Regions from separate parts of the Mus musculus genome. Here region 1 is linked to region 2. Evidence: chromatin contacts called from public Hi-C data. All regions are on one chromosome and are shown on one strand. Each heading gives the region's core, a stretch centred on a gene start, on an enhancer-like site or on the middle of the called end of the contact. The rest is flanking DNA. Distances are from core to core; before and after follow the strand shown.

The links. Hi-C and Micro-C count contacts between places; a contact is called where the count stands out from the background.
Region 1: a Hi-C map of bone marrow-derived macrophages shows a contact between it and region 2, with 35 read pairs. The contact joins two enhancer-like sites. A contact is called at or near these places in 2 of 39 promoter capture datasets (hippocampal neurons and macrophages), 5 of 484 Hi-C or Micro-C datasets (CD4 single positive thymocytes, bone marrow-derived macrophages, cerebral cortex and 2 more), 3 of 115 datasets of contacts at active chromatin or transcription factors (the HPC-7 cell line and embryonic stem cells) and 4 of 9 other capture datasets (adipose tissue, liver, macrophages and 1 more).

What each region holds. Positions count from the first base shown.
Region 1 is chr5:65,971,742-65,976,253 of GRCm38.p6, forward strand. All of the region lies in intron 4 of Chrna9 (cholinergic receptor, nicotinic, alpha polypeptide 9), which reads left to right. Among named protein-coding and RNA genes, the nearest start is that of Chrna9, 6.9 kb to the left of the region's middle. Within about 2 kb of position 1,695, at least 23 of the 459 cell types and tissues checked have an H3K27ac peak or open chromatin away from gene starts, as enhancers often do. A contact at or near this core is called in bone marrow-derived macrophages, where this site is marked.
Region 2 is chr5:65,829,791-65,834,549 of GRCm38.p6, forward strand. It overlaps a transcript of N4bp2 not described here. Among named protein-coding and RNA genes, the nearest start is that of Gm3521, 26 kb to the right of the region's middle. Within about 2 kb of position 2,586, at least 35 of the 459 cell types and tissues checked have an H3K27ac peak or open chromatin away from gene starts, as enhancers often do. A contact at or near this core is called in bone marrow-derived macrophages, where this site is marked.

The sequences.
Region 1 (4,512 bases), core at 445-2,944, 140 kb after region 2:
ATACAGGCTGGACAAGCCTCTGCTCAGCAGTGACTTCTGTTACCTGTTCACAGTGTTAGGGTCTTTCTCCTCAGAAGGAAACACAGCAGCTGTGCCAGGAGTTGAGCTGGAGTCTCAAGTCAGATATCTATCCTGCATATAGAAGCCTCATCCCACTTATAAAACAGAGGTTCTGGGGCTGGAGAGATGGCTCAGTGGTTAAGAGCACTGACTGCTCTTCCGAAGGTCCTGAGTTCAAGTCCTAGCAACCACATGGTGGCTCACAACCATCCATAATGAGATCTGATGCCCTCTTCTGGTGTGTCTGAAGACAGGGACAGTGTCCTAACATATAATAAATAAATAAATCTTTAAAAAAAACAAACAAGGGGGCTGGAGAGATGGCTCAGTGGATAAGAGCACCGACTGCTCTTCCAAAGGTCCTGAGTTCAAATCCCAGCAACCACATGGTGGGTCACAACCATCTGTAACAAAATCTGATGCCCTCTTCTGGAGTGTCTGAAGACAGCTACAGTGTACTTACATATAATAAATAAATAAATATTTAAAAAAACAAAAACAAAAACAGAGGTTTCTATGCCCAAAGGGGTGTGTGTGTGTGTGTGTGTGTGTGTGTGTGTGTGTATATACACACAACCACATATATATAGAGAGAGAGACAGAGAGAGAGACAGAGAGAGAGACAGAGAGGGACAGAGAGAGAGAGAGGAAGAGAGAGAGAGAGAGAGAGAGAGAGAGAGGGAGAGAGAGAGAGAGAGGGAGAATCTGGTCATTCTAAAGCAGAATGCATTTTCTCATATTTTGTTTGTGAGCCTAGTGTTCTCTAACAGCTGAGCCATCTCTCCAGCCCACAGAATGCACTTTGAAAAGTCTACAATAATGTAACCTGTAGCCAAGGGTGGCAGCGGAGGCTGAGGCTGCCGTGCCTGCTTGTCTACCTACTTTGTTCTGAGAGCCCTCTGTCACCTCTAACACCTCCTGCTACTGCCACCAAGGAGACCCCTCCGATTCAACACCTTGACCTGCCTGCTATAACAGATGCCTGCCAGTACCAAAAGTAACCCTTCCTTCTTTAAGATAAAACACAAAGAGAAACTGCAAGACATAGAGAATAGTCACCAGGAGCTGTGTGGCCGTGTGTGCTCTATGGAATACAGTTAGCCAGTATTCAGACATGGGTTTTTATGGAGACATCCTTTTTGTTTTGTGCTGTTTTTTGCTTCTTGAGGAGATAGGGTCACATGTAACCCAAGCTGGCTTGTAATTGGTTCTATAACTGAGGCTGGCCTTGAACTTCTGATCCTTCTATGTCCACCTCCCAAATACTGGGGATTTTCCCTTTTTACAGATACACACACACACACACACACACACACACACACTTTCCTTCTAAAATAAGCACAGGTTCTCTTCTCACTAATAGAGACAGGTATAGGAACCTTGGCACTTTTATCCTTTTATTACCTCTCTGGAGACAGAAATGAGTGACACTGGCCAGGCATGGTGATACCTGTCACCCCAGCACTCAGGGGTAGAGGGAGGAAGATCAGGAGTTCAAGGCCTGACTCAACTACATGATATCCTGTCTCAATCAAAAACCAAAACCAAGCCAGAAACAATAACTCTGAAGTGGGATCAGTGACGGGTCCCTCTCTCTTCCTTAGCAGTGACACACAATCACAAGTCAGCAAGTTTCTAAAGAGAGATGACTCACGAGAATTTGGGAAGCATTAATCATTCTGGTTCTACAGTAATATGCAATTTTTTTTCTTAGAATGTACATACAAGGATTTGGAGAACCTTCATTAAAAAAAAAATCACAGCATTTTATTTGTAGCATCTATGAAATGTGCTTCCTGCTTCTGGTTGTCATTGTTATTAGAGACAGCATCTCACCGAACAAGGCTGGCCTTGAATTTAGGCTTCCATTTCCCCTATCTCAGCTTCCCACGTGTTAGGAGGCCAGATGCCTTGATGCCCCTCGTGGTCCCTCCCTCCCTCCCTCCTCACCCTGTAAGTGGAGACTGTACCCAGGACCTCATGTGTGTCAGGCAAGAGCTAAAGCCTCAGACCCTTTGCTCTTGCATTTACAGAAACAAATTTACATCGTCTCTATGACAAGTAGAGTTTCATGAATGTTTCTGGCTCATACTCCTCTTATAATTAATCTGGACTCGTTTTTTTAAAGATTATTTATTTTATGTATATGAGTACACTGTAACTGTCTTCAGACACACCAGAAGAGGGCGTCAGATCCCATTACAGATGGTTGTGAACCACCATGTTGTTTCTGGGAATTGAACTCAGGACTTCTGGAAGAGCGGTTGGTGCTCTTAACCATTGAGCCATCTCTCCAGCCCCTAATCTGGACTTTTTAATAAATAATAAGTGGATGTTAAACAATATTCTGAATGCTGTTCTGGGATGGAGAGCTGAGCCATCCTAACCTTAGAACAGGACTGTTTTCACTTCAGCGCAGGCTGGACTGAGAGCCGGGCCACTGCTGTCTCCCAGCAGGACTGTCAGCTCTCCAGAACTCTCAGCTCTCCAGGAAGACTCAAGCAGGACAAGCCAAGCTCTGGGCATGGCTTACAGTTTAAGATGGGTGGTTGCATTGAGTTGTTTTTGACTCAGTACAAAAGCAGAATTACCTCAAGGCCAGGCTGTCACTAACCACAATAAACCCAGGGACTCCACTGAAGCACTCACTGCCTGGCTGTCCCCTCAAGTCTCCACCCCATAAAAGCTACCCCTCGCTTTCTCTCCCTTGTCTCTCTCTGTCTTGCCGCTGCAGCTATATCACAGTAAAGCTAACACACACTACTCTGCCTCTGTCGTCAATAAGTTTGTTCACGGCTCATTTGTCACAGGACTGTCAACGCTGTCCTGGACCAGGCAATTTCCAAGTGTCTTGTCTCCATTTATAAGATAACCATATACATTTTCTCTTTCACCCATTAATGCAGTGAATTACATCAGTGGGCTTTCCTGTCTCAAATTTTGGATTCCTTAACCCAAGCCTACTTTTTCATGATCTATCACGACACTCTGGGGAGTGGGGATACATGTCAATGGACGAGCACTTGACTAATGTGTAGGAAGTCCCAAATTCAATATAACTACTGAAAAATAAATAAATAAAAAGTCACCATGTAGGGCTCTTGCCTAACATGAAAGAAAACCTGGGTTCAATCCCCACCACCACATACAACCAAGCATGATAATGCACGCCCATAATTAGAGGATTAGAGAGAGGTTCATGATCAACCTCAGCTTTGTGACAAATTCAAGGTCAGTCTGAGCTAATCTGAAATTTTGTCTAAAAAATGATAAATAATGCTGGGTGGTGGTGGCGCACATCTTTCATCCCAGCACTTGGGAGGCAGAGGCAGGCAGATTTCTGAGTTCGAAGCCAGCCTGGTCTACAGAGTGAGTTCCAGGATAGCCAGAGCTATACAGAAAAACCCTGTCTCAAAAAAACCAATCAATCAATAAATACAAATAAAAATATATTAAATAATTTTATTACATAAAACTTTCCAAATATGTCTGTAGGAGAAATGAGGCACTACTCTTTTCTTACCATTTTTCAGGATTAAAACTCCTGCTTTCCTCTCCTCTCCCCATGAGTGACCTTATTAAAGATTTAGCTGTTTGCCAGACATGGTAGTGCTTGTCTTAATCCAAGAACTCAGGAGGCAGAGGTAGGCAGATCTCTGAGTTCAAGGCCAGCCTGGTCTACAAATGAGTTCCAGGACAGCAGGGCTACATAGAAAAATTCTGTCTCAAAACAAAACAAAACAAAACAAACAACAAAAGATTTATCAATTTTATTACTGTTTCTGTTTTTGAAAGTGGCTCTAATGTTGCCCAGGCTAACCCTTACTTCCTGGCACAAGCATCCTTCTGCTTCTACTTCCTGAGATACTGAGATTACAGATGTATATTTTGGTCCAGTCTTATTCCTCTTTTCAAAAGCCTGCCCCTGGCTTTGTTTGTAGGGAATGAGGGTGGGGACTGGGTGGGGCTGGGGCTGGGGATTGGGGGGGGGGGGGCTGAGGCGGGGCTGAGGTGGGGTTGGGGTTGGGGCTGCGGGTGGGGGCCCATGGTCATTCACTCACATCCGGGTCCTGCTGAGGCAAGGGCAGACCTCCCTTTTGCTCTCCATCTTACCGCGTTGAGGCATGAAGGTCACCATTTCCTTTAGGCTGGCTGGTCTGTGAGCCTTGGGGCTCTGCCTGCCTCTGCCCACCAGCGCTGGAGGCATAGGCACGCGGAGCCATATGTGCTTTTCTACTTGGATGCTGGGGACTCAAACTCGGGTTCCGGTGCTTATAGAGCATGTGATCTCACCCGCGGAATCATCTCATCCTTCGGCTTTAATTGCTAGTCTGTTTTGCCTGTTTTGTTCAGTGTTTATTTCATTTACATGTACCTTCCTATGTCTTTCTTCCTTCTCCGCTTTTCCTGTACTTTTGCCTTAGGCAAAGAAATCACATTTAAGGACAGCTG
Region 2 (4,759 bases), core at 1,336-3,835:
GTTAGATGATGCCGGAGTTCATTCACTGTCCTCACATTTGAGCTTGACTTCCGTGGTCAGGTGATGAACCTGCTTTGTTGAATTCCCCCTCTGTCTCATTAAAGTGCCACATTGCAGCTAGCAGTTGAAGAATAGACTATAAGATTTTCAGATGGTATATCAGAAACAAAATGTTTTTATTTGTACTATAAAAATGTGATTTTTTTGCTGTCAACTCTGTACTTTTTTATTGAAAATGTTTATAACGTTGCTTTTAAAATTTCTTATGAAACCATTTACAAATTACACAATTAATTTAATAAAATGCTTTCATCACAGTCCAGTGTGAAGAAATCCTTTGTTTGATGTGGTCGGTTTAGTGGCTTAAATATTTAAAGATGTGTCTTTGTGATTCTCTGGGAACAGTGTCATAAAATCTACACTTCTGGACAACCGTGCCAGCTTGTGTTGCTTATGCAAGTGGGTTCACTTTTGGACAAGAAAGGTGGGCTAGCTTCTCTCTTCACACCCTTGCATCTTTTGACTGACAATCAAAATTTGGAGTTATTTGTTCTCATTAGGAACACAAACAATTCTCTAACAGCTTCATTCAGCTCAAAAAAAAAAAAAAAGAATAAGTTATCGAAGATGTTAGCATACTTATTCAACAAATATTTACTGAGCACTTATTACTGAAAATACAGTGTAATATAGTTTCTACTCACAGTTGTCTTATAGTCTCAGCAATTAATATGTGTATAGTGATTCATATTGCCTAATACTTTCATATATGCCTACATGTGGGTCTCTAGGGGATCTTCTTACATAGATGGTGCTTCCCCAGTTCAATGGATAGAGACATAAGGACTACAGAAGTTTACTGACTTGCCAGTTAGTGGCAGAGGCACAACACCAACCGAGACTATCTGATTCCTAGTGTGTAACAGCTGCATATGTCCTTAGAGAGAGACACGAGCTTGATGTGCTGGTGCAGAGACAGGAGGATCTCTTGAGTTTGAGGCTAGCCTGGTCTATATAGTAAGTTCCAGAACAGCTATATATAGTCAGACCCTATCTCAAATAAGAATATAAAAAGTAAAAGAAAAAAAAAAAAAAGAAAAGAGGGGAGGGGTGGCTGGTTAACATGTCTGAAAATCTCTCATTTATGGAGTTGCCTTTGTCCTGTATCCAGAGAAAGCCAGTATTTTGGAGAGATGAGTAACCAAGTATTTTGGATAAGACATAACAATGGCTTATTTCTCTCTTGATACTAAATGCCAGAGGTAAAGATCTAGGACTGGTGTGAGCTCTCTGATCCATGACTGTTTTGAAGAATTTAAGGTCCTTTTAATTTTTTGTCATTTTATTGAAAGGATGGGAGGGTGGCAGTGGGCAGGTGCCAGCGCTTTGAAAGGTGCTTTTTGGAAGCTCTGTAGTACATTTCAATTTTCATTTTATTAGCCAGAATGTAGTCATGAGGTCACGTGCACCTACATCAAGTCTGGGAAGTATCTGGTTCAGACTGCCTATATTTAGCTAAGGTTTGAGTATCCTCTTGAAAGAAAGAATAGCTATCACTCTCTGCCTTGTCATTTTTACCATGATATATGTACAGATAAGTAGAAATTAGTGCTTGATGCATTCCTTTATCAGGTGATTGATAACTTCCAAATACTAAAGAGTAATAAGGATAACCCACAATGTTATGCATTTTGATTTTAAGCATTCAAGTAATCTTAGCAATGGCTGAGGAAATTGATTCCGGGTTCATCATTTGACTGCTAACAGGATCACTTTTGACAACTTAGTGGTAGCACCTGGGTGTAGCCTGTAGACTATTCCTGGTGATACTGCCTAGCTAACCCATTGGCATGTTACTTTATGCCTCCTCTTTTAACTATATCATGTCAAAAAGCTCAATATTTGGTGCGTGTGATTTGCAACAAGTAAAACAGGCTAAGAGCTAGGTTTCCTTCTGTATCTGAGGACTCCGAGCCTGCTTATGAAGAAGGAACTGGGGAGAGGAGGTCACGGTTTTAGATGGTGGGGGAGCTTAACCACGGCTCTCCTGCTACAAATGTGTAACTGAATGAGGGAAAGATGGAAGCATTTAGAAGTCTTTGTCTTTATGTGCGTTAACTTGCCTTTGCTGGGATCTGGCGCTGTCCCTGGGGCCACACTTGTCACAATTTCTTTCACTAGTTTTAATAGCTGAAGAGATATTAGCTCTTAATATCACTGAAGTTTCACAGTATAAGCATATTCATTACGTAAGGGTGGAGAAATGACAGTGAGTGTAACCCATCAGTGGCCTGTCTCCGTCAGATGCAGGAAGCTGCAGGCTGTAAAGTGAGGTGGAGCGGGGTGGTAGTGAGGCCCCTTATCTAAAGGGTACTGGGAAGTGGTGCTGAGGATATTTTCTTTCCCATGACATCAGATAAATACTCTTTTAAACAAGAAGCAGTGAGACATGTCTAAGACAGCCACGCTTCTTTTGAACACCTTGCCTTGAGGCCTGTAGCTTGCATTCTCATTGTATCAGTGGTATAACAAAGGAAGTTGTGTCAGGAGTGACGTGTACTGTAGTGGACACAATTTTCCGAGAGTTGAGAAATCTAGGGTATCCTCTAAAGAAAATGAAAGTATTACTGTGGGAGCCAGTCCTACTTCACCACAAGGGGAAGCCTTGTGGCCTTCATTAGGGAAGGAGCTACGTGACCTGCCAGAGCTCGGTCAGAGCTCCTTGGAGGATGCTAATCTATCTAGTCACGCTCCTGGAATTGTTACATCTGCCTTTTCTATTTAATGTGAGATATGAGCGTGTTTTGTACATACTTGGACTGACCCACTGGGGGAATTGGGAAAGCTACAAATTCTGAATGAAATCATTAACACTCTAAAAACATGGTATAATTAGCAAGTAGGTAGAAGGTGCTGCCAAGGCCAGGTGGAAATGCCCTTTGCCAAAGGTACCTCAGAAAACAACTGAAAGCCCAGAAAACTTGGTACTTATAAGAGACTAATAAGAGACCTCTAAATTAGCACCCTGAAGGACACTTTGTCCTTGAAGGGATGAGAATAGGTCAGATAACTAGTTTCCCCACCCCAGGAGCTGGCAAGGACCATTGCCACTGGTTAATCTTTGGTTTTCACAGATGAACAGCTGAAAGTCACATACCCACCCCATAGTGGTCAAAAAGCAGCAACCCCCCTCAACCCCCCTCAACCCCTCACATCTTTCAAGATAGGAACTGCATTTAAGTGTTCCCAAACTAGTCACGCCATTGTTAGCTGCCTGGCTGAGGCTAACGCAGAGCTCAGAAAACTCACTTGCATCTTGGAGAATGAAGCCTTTATACCCAGCAATGTTTAGGAATTTTGGAAGACTGAAGTATGAACTAGGTCAAGCAGACTATCGGGCACAGTCACCAAAATATAGAGTGGGAAGTGAACAAGATAGGTTTTTTTTTGTTTTTGTTTTTTAAAACACACACACACATTGTAGCTATGTTCAGACACTCCAGAAGAGGGCGTCTGATCACTTTATAGATGGTTTGTGAGCCATCTATAAAAGTGATGGGAATTGAACTCAGGACCTCTGGAAGAACAGTCAGTGTTCCTAACTGCTGAGCCATCTCTCCAGCCCAGATGGTTTCTTCAAAACCAGTTGCAGAGAAGAACACCGATGAAGGGAGGACTTAGACATAAAGGCTGAAATATGTTAGCCAGTTGCCTCTTTCTGTGGGTTCTGGCTCAGCAAAGCAAAATGTACTACAATAAACGGTACTTTAGCAGTGTGAGCACTGAGTGGGTAGTGGTCATGCTGAACTCTTAAGGTTTGCTGCTTTACAAAGTGCATGCTAGAAATGACACGGTAGAGATTTACTTGAAAATAGGTGGTGGGGGATGCACTAATATAGCTCAGGATCTACGTGGATTCAAGCATGGATTGGCAGTCAGGAGGGTCAATAATTTGGAGTTTGGATGGTATGGGGGAGATCTTGCCTCAAAACCAAAATCCGTTTGGATGTAAGTTAGTAACTGTTGAAGATGGGCTGAATATTGAATACCTACTTTTGAATACACTTAAAACTGTATAGACAGTTTTTGGTTGTGGTAGGATTTTTGGTTTGTTCTCTCTTATGAGACATGATCACGTGAGGAGGCCTAGACTAAAGTTCTTCTCATTTCTGCCTTCCATATGTAGGAACTGCAGATGTGCCACTGTGTCCAACTGAAAACGTTTTTCCTTTCCTTTCCTTTCCTTTCCTTTCTCTTTCTCTTTCTCTTTCTCTTTCTCTTTCTCTTTCTCTTTCTCTTTCTCTTTCTCTTTCTCTTTCTCTTTCTCTTTCTCTTTCTCTTTCTCTTTCTCTCTCTCTCTCTCTCTCTCTCTTTCTCTTTCTCTTTCTCTTTCTCTTTCTCTTTTTCTTCTTTTTCTTGTCAGTGGGTTATTTAAAGAAGTGGAGGGTAGGTAGGCTTGTGTCTGGAATGAGTTCTTGCAGAATTAACCTGCCTAGTAGCTACTACCGTGGCTAGATTTGAAGGTGAGGCACCAGGAAGGAAGCTACCACCACAGATGTTTCTAGCTTACCCTGAGTACATATCAGAAAAGGTTTGCAGAAAACGGAGACATCTCTGCTACGTGATTTCTCAGCAGAGTAAGCAATAGCAACAGAGGTGCCCTGGACCTTACTACTTCCAGACCTCAGCAAGGCCGATTTTCCGTAGAGAGCTTCATCTGCAGGCATGGTCTGGGAAGCAAGTTTTGCAGCCCTGCAGC